Regions from separate parts of the Ovis aries genome. Here region 2 is linked to region 1. The links are chromatin contacts, called in public Hi-C maps. All regions are on one chromosome and are shown on one strand. The core of a region is the stretch at or near the end of the contact, and the rest is flanking DNA. Distances in the headings are between cores, read along the strand shown.

Region 1 (6,493 bases), core at 2,001-4,500:
AGCAGTCAAACTACACAACGCCCACAGGCTCCACTAGGAAGTAAAGAGGAAACAAAAGCTTCTGAGTTGGGTGGTAATAGGCACACAACACCACATTTAAAAACAGTTCAAATGACAAATTTTATGTTATGTATATTTTACCACCATCAAAATTTTTTTAAAAACCAGGTAAAAGGGAGAGGAGCAGCAGCACTAGGCGAGGCAGTGTGTGCTAACAGGATGCTGGCCGTCCCCCTAGGGAAGGAGTGAACGCTGATGGAAACTTTCCCTATTTCAGGGCTACACGCTCACGAAGTGCAGAGGCGCTCTACCTCCAGCAGAGTCCTTTCAGCCAAGAGCCCAACTCCTAAGACTTCATCACCCAGCTGGTGAGGCTCCATGCCACCATACTTCCTCCAGCTCCAGTCTACCGGAAGCTAGCTGTTGACAACGGCACCCGATTCACCTTGCTCTGCAAGCTTCGAAAGTCACTGTGCAGCAAAATCTTATGTTCATTTAAAGTTCCCCGTTTCTGTCCTCAGAACCTTCAAAAGCATACCTTAAATATCACAAAGTGATGCCCCCTTACTAGCATCTGCTAGCTTTCTGTACCTCGGAGCTTACACATCAGATCTCATCACAGTAAAGGCAGAAGAGCTTTCTTCACTTTTCTCTCCACAGACCTTCAAATTCATAGAACTGGATGGACCACAGCAACAACACGCTCTACCCACCTGCACTTGTAAGACTTGCTTTAAGTAACTACTATAATGCAACAAGCACCAGTGAGACAAGAGACCACCCTCCACCCATATGGTCCCCATCCCATCCCATCCACCCAAGTGATCTCCTTGGCCCAGCAGCAGCCTGAACCCCATGCTAACTCCTTCCTTTCCTCCTTTTACATCACCTTACCGACACAGCTTGCTGCATGCATTCCTTAAAAGGCGCATGTATCTTCACTGTGGCTGCCTTGAGTACTTGTAACTATGTCACAGTTGATTCATGCATCCTCTCTGCGGCAAACGCTGAAAATAACAAGCGCACTAACAAGACTCTGTTAGGACCTGAACTTCACCTGCTTAATGCTCAGATGTCTTTCAGATGATACAACACATTTATTTCATGAAGTCTGGTGGCAGGTAATAAAAACGGAGCACTTTCTAACATCTGAATATATCTTAGGAAGCCAGGACCAAATGGAAATACAAACAGTTGATTTTCATAACCTCTTTAAAATACCGCCTCACTACTGACTTCGTTTTCATAGTAACATCAGCCTTTGATCAACACATCTTCCAGGTATGCTTTTTCTTTTACTTAAAAAGAAACACGGTAAACACAGCTCTTCTGGAAGAATGATGACTTTTCAAGATTCTACCCAAGCTAGAGAAGTATTTTTTTTAAAACACGTGCAACTAGCAAAAAAGAACAAGGAAGACGTCTTCTCAGCAGCACCCCATGTGCTCATCTTTTAAGTATATCTCTGAAGCCTTTGCTGACAACAAACCTCACATAAAACCAGCTACCCCCTGAACACACGTCTTGTTAGGCTCCACTGGGTGACATGTCTGTCTCTTACTATATCATAAACCCCTCAAGGCGTTAAGGGATGTTTCTGTCTTCATCTTTATATCTCCAACTGAGCACCTTGCGTGGGACATTGTTAAGCACTTTTTAAATATTTTCTAAATATATCAGTGAGTGGTCAGTCAGCACACAGCACATTTCTTAGTATATACCATTTGCTTTATTTCTTCTAAAAATAAATCACCTACAGTTTAAGTTACTAATGTAATATCCCATATCGCCTAAATATCCTCACTATAGTCAAAATGCCTGTGGCCCTTAACTCACAGAACTGTGGAAACTGAACTGCATCCTTTAAAAACTCCACCTGTTGAGGGGAGACACAGTCCGCACCTACCTGAGAATGTCCAGAATTTTGCCCTCCCCTAGAATATCCTATTTCCCACCCACTTGCCTGCCTCCCCGGTGGCTCAGAGGTTAAAGCGTCTGCCCCCAATGCGGGAGACCCGGGTTCGACCCCTGGGTTGGAAAGATCCCCTGGAGAAGGAAATGGTAACCCACTCCAGTATTCTTGCCTGGAGAATCCCATGGACGGAGAAGCCTGGCAGGCTACAGTCCACGGGGTCGCAAAGAGTCGGACACGACTGAGCGACTTCACCATACACTATTCTGCCTGCCCTTAGGAATAAGCACCTCCCAGGACCCTCCTCCATTGATTTCTCAGAGAACCGTCTTGATCTGACCTGACTACCCACGTTCACACTATCTACCTTTCCTGCAGTTTCCAGAATGCACTACGGTGCTTCCCTTCCGCTACCTTTACCCTTATTTCCTCTGCAAGGAAGCTTTCCCCCATCCTGCACATTTAACAAAACACCCCCAAGGCTCAGTTACACGCCTCACTCCTTAGGAAGCCTTTCCAGACCGACCGAGGCGTGGCTTTTTACACTTGTTTCTCTGGAAACTAAACTCACGGGAGCGTAGAGACAGAATCTTACTGATCTAACTATTTGCTGTTCCTAAACATGACCTGGGCAAAAGGAAACGCTCAAGCAAAACAAAAAACAAAAAACGCTTTGTGACTGGATATCGAAGCTAAAACACCGCTTTAAGAAAAGACAGGGTCCGAGGCAGTGCCAGAGCCTCGTCCAGGTAAAACCCTCGTCTCTGAGGGATGGCCACACCTGATTCGAAGCCAGGGGCGGAAACGGATTCCTTCCTCGGCGGCCCCGGCTACTGGGTTCAAGGGACCAACAGCTGTTCCCGGACAGACCGACAGCGAGAGGGAGGGGACAGGAGAGGGAAAGGTGCCCTCGGGTCCAGGAGACACAAGGCCAGAGCAAACAGACGAGGAAGAAAAAGGGGAGAGCAGGGGTGCGAGGGCCCTGCAAGCCGAGGCACATAAAGGACGTGGGGAGCAGGGAGAGAGAGAAGACGGGAGGCTTGCCAGCGGCCAGGGCAGCCAGCGGCGCGGGGCCGGTCAGGACCCCCGCCCCGCGCCCCTCGCGGTGCGGCCTAAAGCCGCGGCCTCGCCTGTCGCGACGCCCGCCCGAGGAGGCGCGCCGGCCCCGGCCCACGCCCGCCCACCGGCCCCAGAGACCACTTACCCGGCCCGCCCGGCCGACGATCCCGGGCCGCGGCGGCGCACCGAGGCCGACGCGCCGCCGACACCGCGGGCTGGGGGCTCGGCGTCAGCCCCCGACCGCAGCACCGCTCCGGCGCCAACCCCTACGCAGACTTCGCGGGACGCGCGGCGGCGCGGGGTCACGGCGCGTACGGCCGGAAGAGAGGCACCCGGCGCCTGCGTTGAGGGCGCCCCTGCTGCCGTGCGCCCCCTGCCGTCCGGAGGACCACGCCCGCAGAGCCGAGAGATTTCCTCTGCAGCCAAGAGGGGTCGCAATGGCAAAAGGTTGTGACGCTACAGACCCGGGAGCCTGGCATTGACCTCAGGCGGAGAGGAGGGCTACAAATTTGGGCTTCATGAGGAACACATGTACACCCGTGGCGGATTCATGTCAATATATGGCAAAACCAATACAATATTGTAAAGTAATTAGCCTCCAATTAAAATAAATAAATTTATATTAAAAAAAACTGTTCATCATCAGTGTGCACAAAGCTAAAGATAAATCATAGTAGGAGAGATGAATGGCCAAAGGGCTGTAAAAGACAAGACCAGGGGTGCTGAATTAACTGTGTGAGGTGAAAGTTGCTCAGTCGTGTCTGACCCTTTGAGACCTCATGGACTGTATAGCCCATGGAATTCTCCAGGCCAGAATACTGGAGTGGGTAGCCTTTCCCTTCTCCAGGGGATCTTCCCAACCCAGGGACCAAACCTGGGTCTCCTGCATTGTAGGCAGATTCTTTACCAGCTGAGCCACAAGGGAAGCCCAAGAATACTGGAGTGGGTAGCCTTTCCCTTCTCCAGGGTATCTTTCCAACCCAGGGATCAAACCCAGGTCCCTCACATTGCAGGCGGATTCTTTACCAGCTGAGTCACAAGGGAAGGGATAAGAAAATCATGGGTATGAAGTTAGAGTTACAGGATACATGTTATATACGTATACATACATGTATACATACACGGTACATGTTATAAAGCCTCATGATTTCAAAACGATAGGACAAAATTTGGGACGAAAGAGAAAATAGGATTCTGTGTCAATGCGATTTTCTCGTCTATATTTGAAATCATATACAAACCCTAGGTCCCTGTCCTTTGAAGTAAAATGATTTTGCTTAATCTCCCGGGCCTCCCCAAGTCTCAAACGGCTGACTCAAGAGTTAATGACTGGGAAATGTGAAGATATAAAATAGCTATTGAGCCAGGAAACTGGTAACAATTTATACTATAAACCCACCACAGAGCAGAATCACTCACTTCCCAGGGCCCTGAACGATAAAGGTCTGACACACGTCCCTAGGTTGTTTTTACAGGAAGCAGCCTCTGCCAGATGAGAACTGCTGACTGCAAGCATGTAGACACTAAACTGGCTGAAACCAGAAGGTTGAAGAGGCTTGAAACTTCACCTTGATGCCAACCAGTCTGAGAACTGTTCAGGAGATGATTAGGCCGCCTGCAGCCCCTTCCCTAACCCTGCCTTTAAAACCTCTTCCTCAAAGCTATCAGATTCAGGTCCTCTGAGTATGAGCTGCCACTTCTCCTTGCTAGATGCCTGCAATAAATGCTGGACTTCTCTTTGTCACAACCCCATGTCAATAGATTGGTTTTACTGCTTGTGGGCAAGTGGACCCAACTTTGGTTCAATAACATATTTTGGGGTAAAAACATTCTAGTTTGATAAATCAAATAGTCGACATTTAAATATGCACCTTAGTACAAAGGGACATATGAAGAAAGAATATAATTAAAAACTGGTGGTTAAGAAAAGAGAGGAGAAGGGACAAAAGAAGGAAATAGTGTAGGGAGTCGGTAGTCAACCTAAAGAAATAGGTGGTTAAGGATATCAGATGGCATTCTGATTATCATTAATCAGAACTAAAATACAAACCTTTCAAATTCTCAAGACACATGCACACAACAGCAGCAAGTCACATAAAATCACTCAGTGAAATATTTGAAAAAACTAAAAAACAGAAACCATAACAAAACAATAAGTCAGAACTAAGACCACACATCTATGTGAATCAACATAAACTAAAAAAGAAAAATGGAAGAAAGCACAAAAATACAAAGCATGGGCTAAGGGGAATAAACTCCAGATACAAAGGAAAGTAAAATTAGCTTAAGAGATGACTTTGTTCAGATTTATAATATTTATTTATTATTTAATTTATATATATCAGAGCTGTATATTATCACCCTACTTATTTAATCATATGCAGAGCACATCATGTGAAATGCAAGGCTGGATGAATCACAATCTGGTATCAAGATTGCTGGGAGTAATATCAACAACCTCAGATACTCAGACGATATCACTTTACTGGCAGAAAGTGAAAAGGAACTAAAGGGACTCTTGATGAAGGGGAAAGAGGAGAGTGAAAAAGCTGGCTTAAGACTCAATATTCAGAAAACAGTAGGACCAGATGATGGCATCCAGTCCTGCCACTTCATGGCAAATAGCTGGGGAAATGTGGAAACAGTGTCAGATTTCATTTGGGGGGGTGCTCCAAAATCAATGTGGACAGTGACTGCAGCCACAAAATTAAAAGACGCTTGTTCCTTGAAAGAAAAGCAATGACAAACCTAGGCAGAATATTTAAAAAGCAGAGATCACTACTGACAAAGGTCTGTATAGTCAAAGCTATGGTTTTTCCAATAGTCATGTATGGATGTGACAGCTGGTCCATAAAGCAAGGTTAGCGTGTAGAATTGATGCTTTCAAACTGTGGTGCTGGAGAAGACTCTTGAGAGTCCCTTGGATGGCAAAGGGATCAAACCAGTCAATCCTAAAGGAAATTAACCCTGAATATTCATTGGAAAAACTGATGCTGAAGCTGAAGCTCCAATACTTTGGCCATTTGATGCCAAGAACTGAGTCATTGGAAAAGACCCTGATGCTGGGAAAGATTGAGGGCAAGAGAAGAAGGGGGTGACAGAGGATGAGATGGTTGTGTGGCATCACTGACTCAGTAGACATGAGTTTGAGCAAACTCAGGGAGTAGTGAAGGATAGCAAAGTCTGGCGTGCTGCAGTTCATGGGGTTGCAAAGAGTTGGACATGACTTAGTGACTAAACAACACCACCAACAAAATCTGGATTAAATAATTTTTAGGACAATATAGTTTCTCAAAATGGACTTTAGATGAGTTATAAAATTTAAACAAATGAACTATCACAGGATAAACAGGAGGAAAGAGCAAAGAGCTGCTCTCCAAAACACCAGGTAGAGATGCTTCCACAGAGAAATTTTATCAGATTTCTGCTGTTTGTTGCTGTTCAGGGCTAGGCCGTATCCAAACTCTTTCGTGACCCCATGGACTATCGCCTGCCAGGCTCCTCTGTAGCCTGTCCGTGGAA
Region 2 (6,493 bases), core at 2,535-5,034, 280 kb before region 1:
TGTTTAGGTTTCTTATTGCATCCAGACATTCCGAGTTAATTGACTCTGCAATTATAATTGTAGACACTAGAGGGAGACTTACGCTAATGTTATTTCACAGGTTCAGGCTCCAAAGAACACAGCTCCACTGTGGAAACTGCTTTTAGAGATGCCCTAAAAAGTAACCTGGAGACTGGACTAGAACACAGTTCTGGAGCTTAAAAGAATAATCTTATGATGGTGTTTGATATAAGTATCTTCTAAAGTCTTTTCAGTTCTAACATGTCGCTTTTCAGTTGCTCAGCCATGTCCAACTCTTTGCGACCCCATGGACTACAGCACGCCAGACTGCCCTGTCCTTCACCATCTCCTGGAGCTTGCTCAAACTCATGTCCATTGAGTTGGTGATACCATCCAGCCATCTCATCTTCTATCACTCTCTTCTCTTTCCCAGCCTTCAATCTTTCCCAGCATCAGGGTCTTCTCTAATGAGTCGGCTCTTCGCATCAGGTAGCCGAAGTATTGGAGCATCAGTCCTTCAAGTGAATATTCAGGATTTCCTTTAGGATTGACTGGTTTGATCTTCTTGCAGTCCAAGGGACTCTCAGGTGTCTTCTCTAACACCACAGTTCAAAAGCATCAATTCTTTGACCTTCAGCCTTCTTTATGTTCCAAGTCTCATATCCTTACATGACTACTGGGAAAACCATAACTTTATATGTACCTTTGCTGGCAAAGTAACGTCTCTGCTTTTTATTATGCTGTCTAGGCTTGTCACAGATTTTCTTCTAAGAAGCAAGCATCTTTTAATTTTGTGGCTACAGTCTCCATCTGCTGTGACTTTCTAAACCAAGGATCTTGGTTTAGAAATGTACGTCTGAAGTCCACACCATGCTTCAGACTTTGCTGTTTTACAAACCAATCTCAGCTTCAAAGGGCACAGTTCTCTTTAATGCTTTTCCTCCACTTTGATAAAATATGAACAGGCCCACAACAAATGGTCAAGCAGCCGTGGAAGATGGCCCCTGGCCATGCCAGCTCTAGGCAGCAAACGTGCCTGACCTGGAATGCCACTGAGCTGAAGTCATGGCTCCGGCCAGAGGGTCTCCTTGGCAACGGATGCCTTAGATGCTGGGGCTGTCGCTGTTCCCAGGGGCTCCGTGAGGAGCATGGGCAGTCTGGGAAAGTAGCTGGTACTCCGGCAATGTCAGTTCAGAGCCTGGTGCCCCCAGGAGTAGCGTTCTCCACCCCCTACTCCACCCAAACTCTCGCAAATACCCTTTTGGAAAAGCCGGATGAAAACCTGAGTTGCCTATTAGGGGTAGTTCAGAAGACACCAGGCAGATTCCGTCTTCCAAAAACTTTGCCTTCCCACTCAACCAGTTTAACATTTCACTGTTAAACATCTTTTTTGTTTGTTATTTTTACTGAGCTATAACTGACATAAAATATTGTATCCCTGTTAGGGACTTCCTTGGAGACAGTGGCTAAGACGCTGGACTCCCAATGCAGCATACCCAGGTTTGATCCCTAATCAGGGAACTAGATCCCGCATACTTCGACTAAGACATTCTTCATGCCGCAACTAAGACCTGGGGCAAATAAATATTTTTAAATAACAAACATTGTACCCATGTTATTTGTGCAGCACGACAACTTGACATGTCCGTACACTGCAAACGCATGTGATCACCACGATGAATTTAGCTAACTTCGAGGATCAGAAAATTTTTGAGAGCTCCAGGGCTGAGATGCCAATGGCATTGGGGAATTAACACTTAGTTATCTTCAGTGTGTTAAGTGAAGACCAGCCAGAAAGAGTACAGGCAAAGCCCAGGGACGGGCTACAGGGGATGGGGGTCGGGGGACAGGACACAGACGAGAACAGCAGCTTGTGAAAGCCCAAGAAAAGGCCAAACACAGAATTATCCAATGCACAGACTTGCCAGAAGGAAAACAACTGCCCAGAACAAGCAGATCTGCTCTGTACCCACACATACATATGGAAAATGGAATCCACTATCATAGAGCTTGGCACTAAAGGGACCTTTCATCTGAACTTTACGCAGGAATTTGAGTAAGTCCTCCATCTGTTACCTGCCTCCATTTCCCTACAAGATCACGCTCTTGCTCCCTAATAACAGCAAAGATTTTGCCTTTAACTAACCTTGACAAGGGCTTCCCTGGAGGCTCAGCAATAGTCTACCTGTCAATGCAAGAAAGACAACAGACCCGGGTTTGATCCCTGGGCCAGGAAGATCTCTTGGAGGAGGGCATGGCAACCTGGGAGAATCCCCATGGACAGAGGAGCCTGGTGGGCTGCAGTCCATAGGGTCACAAAGAGTTGGACATGACTGAAGTGCCTGAGCAGACACGCATGCCACCTTGGCAAAAAAAAAAAAAAAAAAAAAAAAGAGTAAAATTCTGTATTTTTTATTCTTACTACTAAAACTGTGACCGAAATGGCTAAAAATTGTCTCTAGGCTATCAGATCTATGGGTACTTTTTATAGAAAGTTTGTCTTTTTTTTTTTCTCTTGCATCTGTAACCTGGTATCTTCTGTTTTTTCTTCATACGTACCTTTATGTCCTATTTCTCACCATAAAGATAAGAAAATCATGAAGACTTTCCTCAAAACCCTTCATGTCACATGCATCTGTTGGCCTAGAAACTGTAGTCAGAACAAAATTAATATTTGTGTCTTTTTTTCCAACACCCTCTCCAGAATTTGTTATTTGTAGACTTTTTAATGATGGCCATTCTGATGAGTATGAGGTGATATCCCATTGTAGTTTTCATTAGCATTTCTCTAATAATTAATGATGAGCATCTTTTCATGTGCCTACCAGCTACCTGTATGTCTTCTTTGAAGAGATGTCTGTTTAGATCTTCTGCCCATTTTTTGATTAGGTTGTTTTTTTGACACTGAACTGTATGAGTTGTTTGTGTATTTAGAAAATTAGGCCTTTATTGGTTTTGTCGTTTGAAAATATTTTCTCCCAGGCTGTGTTTTCAGTTTCTTTGTGGTTTCCCTTGCTGTGCAAAAGCTTTTAAATTTAATTAGGTCCCATTTATTTTTCCTTTATTTTCCATTACTCCAGGAGATGAGACAGATCCCAAAAATATTGCTGTAATTTATGTCAAAGAAAGGTCTGCCTGTTTTCCTCCTGGAGTTTTATGGTATGTTCATTCATTCTTGATATAAGCAATTATTTAGCATGAACCATGCCCCAGGCATGGGGGACACAAAAATAAATTCACATAATTCAGCCATGGCTATAGAGAGAAACACGAACGGCAGTCCAGTGCCCTTGGGTACAATCCTAAGAGGTACACAGATAAAAAGCCCCCAGCATTCTAAATGAAACATTCATATGGTAGCTTCCCCAAGTTCCCTTAAGTCCCTAGCATGGGGAACAGCACTGTCTCTCTGGTTGTCAAACACCTCGTCTGAGATCCGCCAGTGCCAGCTGTAAGCTGAGAGAGACCCAGGAACTCTTGGTCCAGGGACACTTAGTGGCTCTGAGCGACAACACAGTAGTAATGGAAACCTGGCTGCTAAGCTAGGCTCTGGGTAGAAAATAGTAGAATCAAGCTACTTCAGTCCTGGTATAAAGTGAGCATGCTCAAACCCCTGCCCTCCTTTCCTGATTTCTGAGTGGCAGGCATCACCAAGACAGTCTGCCCATGTTTGGCTGGTAGCAAATTCCTCAGTGTTTATTTGATGACAGTATCATTGAGAAGTCTGACTCCCGCCCTTCCCTGCCTGTCAGTGTTTACCATCTACAAATTGCTGGAAACAAAATGTTCTAGCGCAGAGGTGAGTGATGTCTGTAGGCGAGAGAGCAACCCTCAGGGGTGAAGCCGGCTTGATGGCTTCCCTGGCAGGGCAGATAAAATATGAAATACAAAACCAGTAGTGAGAGATTAGAGAGAGGAGGGGAAGGAGCTGGAAGGAGGGAAGAAAGGAAGGGTGAATGTGGTCAGGATATAATGTTGTTATTCACTTGCTCAGTCATGTCCAACTCTTTGTGACCCCATGAACTGCAGCATGCCAGGCTTCCCTGTGCTTCACTGTCCCCTGGAGTTTGCTCAAACTCATGTCCATTGAGTCAGTCATGTTATCTATCTATAGATACAGAGAATGTGCAGAAAACCAGCAAAAAGTTGCCCCAGCTCCTTTATGGATTCCCAAGCGCAAAATCACTCTTAATTCTATATGAGAAAGATAAAAAACGGAAAGAGTAATTACTTCCTCTCTGCTTTTGATTTTTTTTTTTTCCCACACCACAAGGCATGCAACAGCTTAATTCCCCTTCCACTGCAGGGTGTGAGGGTTCAGTCCTTGCCCCCTGCAGTGAAAGCACAGAGTCCTAAACACTGGACCACCAGGGAATTCCAGTTCCTTTGAACTTTTACTTTCACTCTTCCTTTGAAATTCTAAATCCTCTTTTTGTTGTTGCTGCTGTTGTTTTGGTTTGGTATTTAATTTTTACTCTTTCTTCCCTTTGGTACAGAGGGGTTGCCAGAGTGTCCTAGGCGGGTGAAAAAGAACACAGAGGTAGAAACCTGAGCCGGGCTATTATCTTTGTGCCCTTGGTGGTTGTATACTACAGTGTTCCGCTTTATCAGGGATGTATGAGAAAAGGAAGGAAGGAGATAAGACTTGGCTTTTTTGGTGGTTGTTGCAGTTTCTGTGTTCTTGCAGTAACTTCCTACTGCAAAAAGCGTGTGTGTGTGTGTGTGTGTGTGTGTACTGTTTCATTTATATATGTACAATATACAATACATACTACTAATTTAGTCACCAAGTCGTGTCTGACCCTTTGCAAGTCCATGGACTGTAGCCCACCAGACTCCTCTGTCCATGGGATTCTCCAGGCAAGAATACTAGAGTGGGTTACCGTTTCCTCCTCCAGGGGATCTTCCCAACCCAGGGATCAAACCCACATCTCCTGCATTGGCAGGTGGGTTCTTTATCACTGAGCCACCAGGGAAGCCCTTACCACTGACACTGGTATAGAGAATATAATACATTTAGAATATGATGACACTGGTTTAAAGCATAATATAGATCGTAATTCTGGACTTGAGTCTCTAGAGGGAGGCAGAGAAACAAGAAACACACACAGTGCTGTCAGACTTAATCAGGGGATGGATTTATTTCACAGGCCAGGCAAGATTAGAAGTCAGAAAGTTCAGTTCTGCCTTCCCCTTAATTTGAAACATGAACCCCACCTTTAGTCAGCACATGTGTGTGTGTTAATTGCTCAGTCATGTCCAACTCTTTGCAACCCCATTGACTGTAGCCCACCAGGCTCCTGTCTATGGAATTTTCCAGTCAAGAATACTGGAGTGGGTAGCCATTTCCTTGTCCAGGGGATCTTTCCGACCCAGGGACTGAAGTATAATCTATACATTTTTAAAGAATCAGTAACAAAAAAGCTGCATACCACAGGGCAATCAGAATTGCTGCATCTGTATCACGAAAGGGCTGTCAGGTCATCTGGTCGACCCCCTCAGCGGCTGCTGTGTAGTGGCAGGAGAGAACGTGTAGGACCCAGAGTTTGGGGCCAGCTCTCTCTAGTTACGCAACCCTCACTGAGTTATTTGTCTTCTTAGAAATCCAATTTTTCATCAAAAGGGTAAGAGACATTGTTTCTGCCTTGGTTTTTTCCTGTTAAAACTGATAAAAGGAAAACTTCATTCATAAAACAACAAAGAACTACCTGGATATAGATCCAATTATTACTATGACCCATGTGCTCCAGCCGTGAGTTGTCTACTTAATCCTGTTCTTAAAGGGCCCCAGTGAGAGTCCGCAGACCGTAAGTTCTATAATAGAAGGGAAGGAACTAGGGCTATTCCTCTTAGCATCTAACATGGCACCTGGTAAACAGTACATAATTTTAATTTCTTTTTTGAAAAAGTAAATACACTTATATGCAGGTAAACTATACAATTTAACATCTAGGTCTTTTCTTCTTCTTCTTCTTCTTCTTATGAAAGGGAGCACTATTAGTGACCACTCCAGGAAACAGAACTAAGGCAGGTCTGTCCTGGGCCAAGGGGACATGGGACACACGGTCACTCCACTTACCTGACACTTACTATGAGGTGGGCACTGCCCTGAACATAATACAGTATGAATTCCCTTAATTTCATAGTAATCCAGTTGAGGTTGGTACAATGATCAATCATATCCAGCAAATGCTTAATGAGTAGCTTCTACACACCCCAAGTCTTCTAGAGTCTGAGACTACGTCAAAAGACAACACCCACAAAAACAATGATGTGTCCTTTATGTGTGTTCAATCACTCCAGTCGTGTCTGACTCTTTGCAACCCTATGGACTATAGCCCTCAAGGCTCCTCTGCCCGTGGAATTTTCCCAGGCAAGAATACTGGAGTGGGTTGCTATTTCCTTCTCCAGGGGATCTTCCAGACCCAGGGATCGAACTCATGTCTCCTGTGGCTCCTGCATTGCAGCTGGATTCTTTTCCACTGAGCCACTG

Evidence for each region. A called contact is a pair of places that touch in the nucleus more often than the background predicts.
Region 2: a contact with region 1 is called in a Hi-C map of tail adipose tissue, with 7 times the contacts expected there. The contact joins the enhancer-like site here to the promoter of RBM17 in region 1. A contact is called at or near these places in 8 of 16 Hi-C or Micro-C datasets (blood, hypothalamus, liver and 3 more).

Annotation. Positions count from the first base shown.
Region 1 is chr13:10,875,078-10,881,570 of ARS-UI_Ramb_v3.0, reverse strand. RBM17 (RNA binding motif protein 17) reads right to left here and starts at 3,250. Exons shown (of 12, transcript XM_027976505.2): 1 at 3,117-3,250.
Region 2 is chr13:11,155,357-11,161,849 of ARS-UI_Ramb_v3.0, reverse strand. No RefSeq gene overlaps it. Among named protein-coding and RNA genes, the nearest start is that of TRNAF-GAA, 120 kb to the left of the region's middle. Within about 2 kb of position 3,784, at least 3 of the 54 cell types and tissues checked have an H3K27ac peak or open chromatin away from gene starts, as enhancers often do. A contact at or near this core is called in tail adipose tissue, where this site is marked.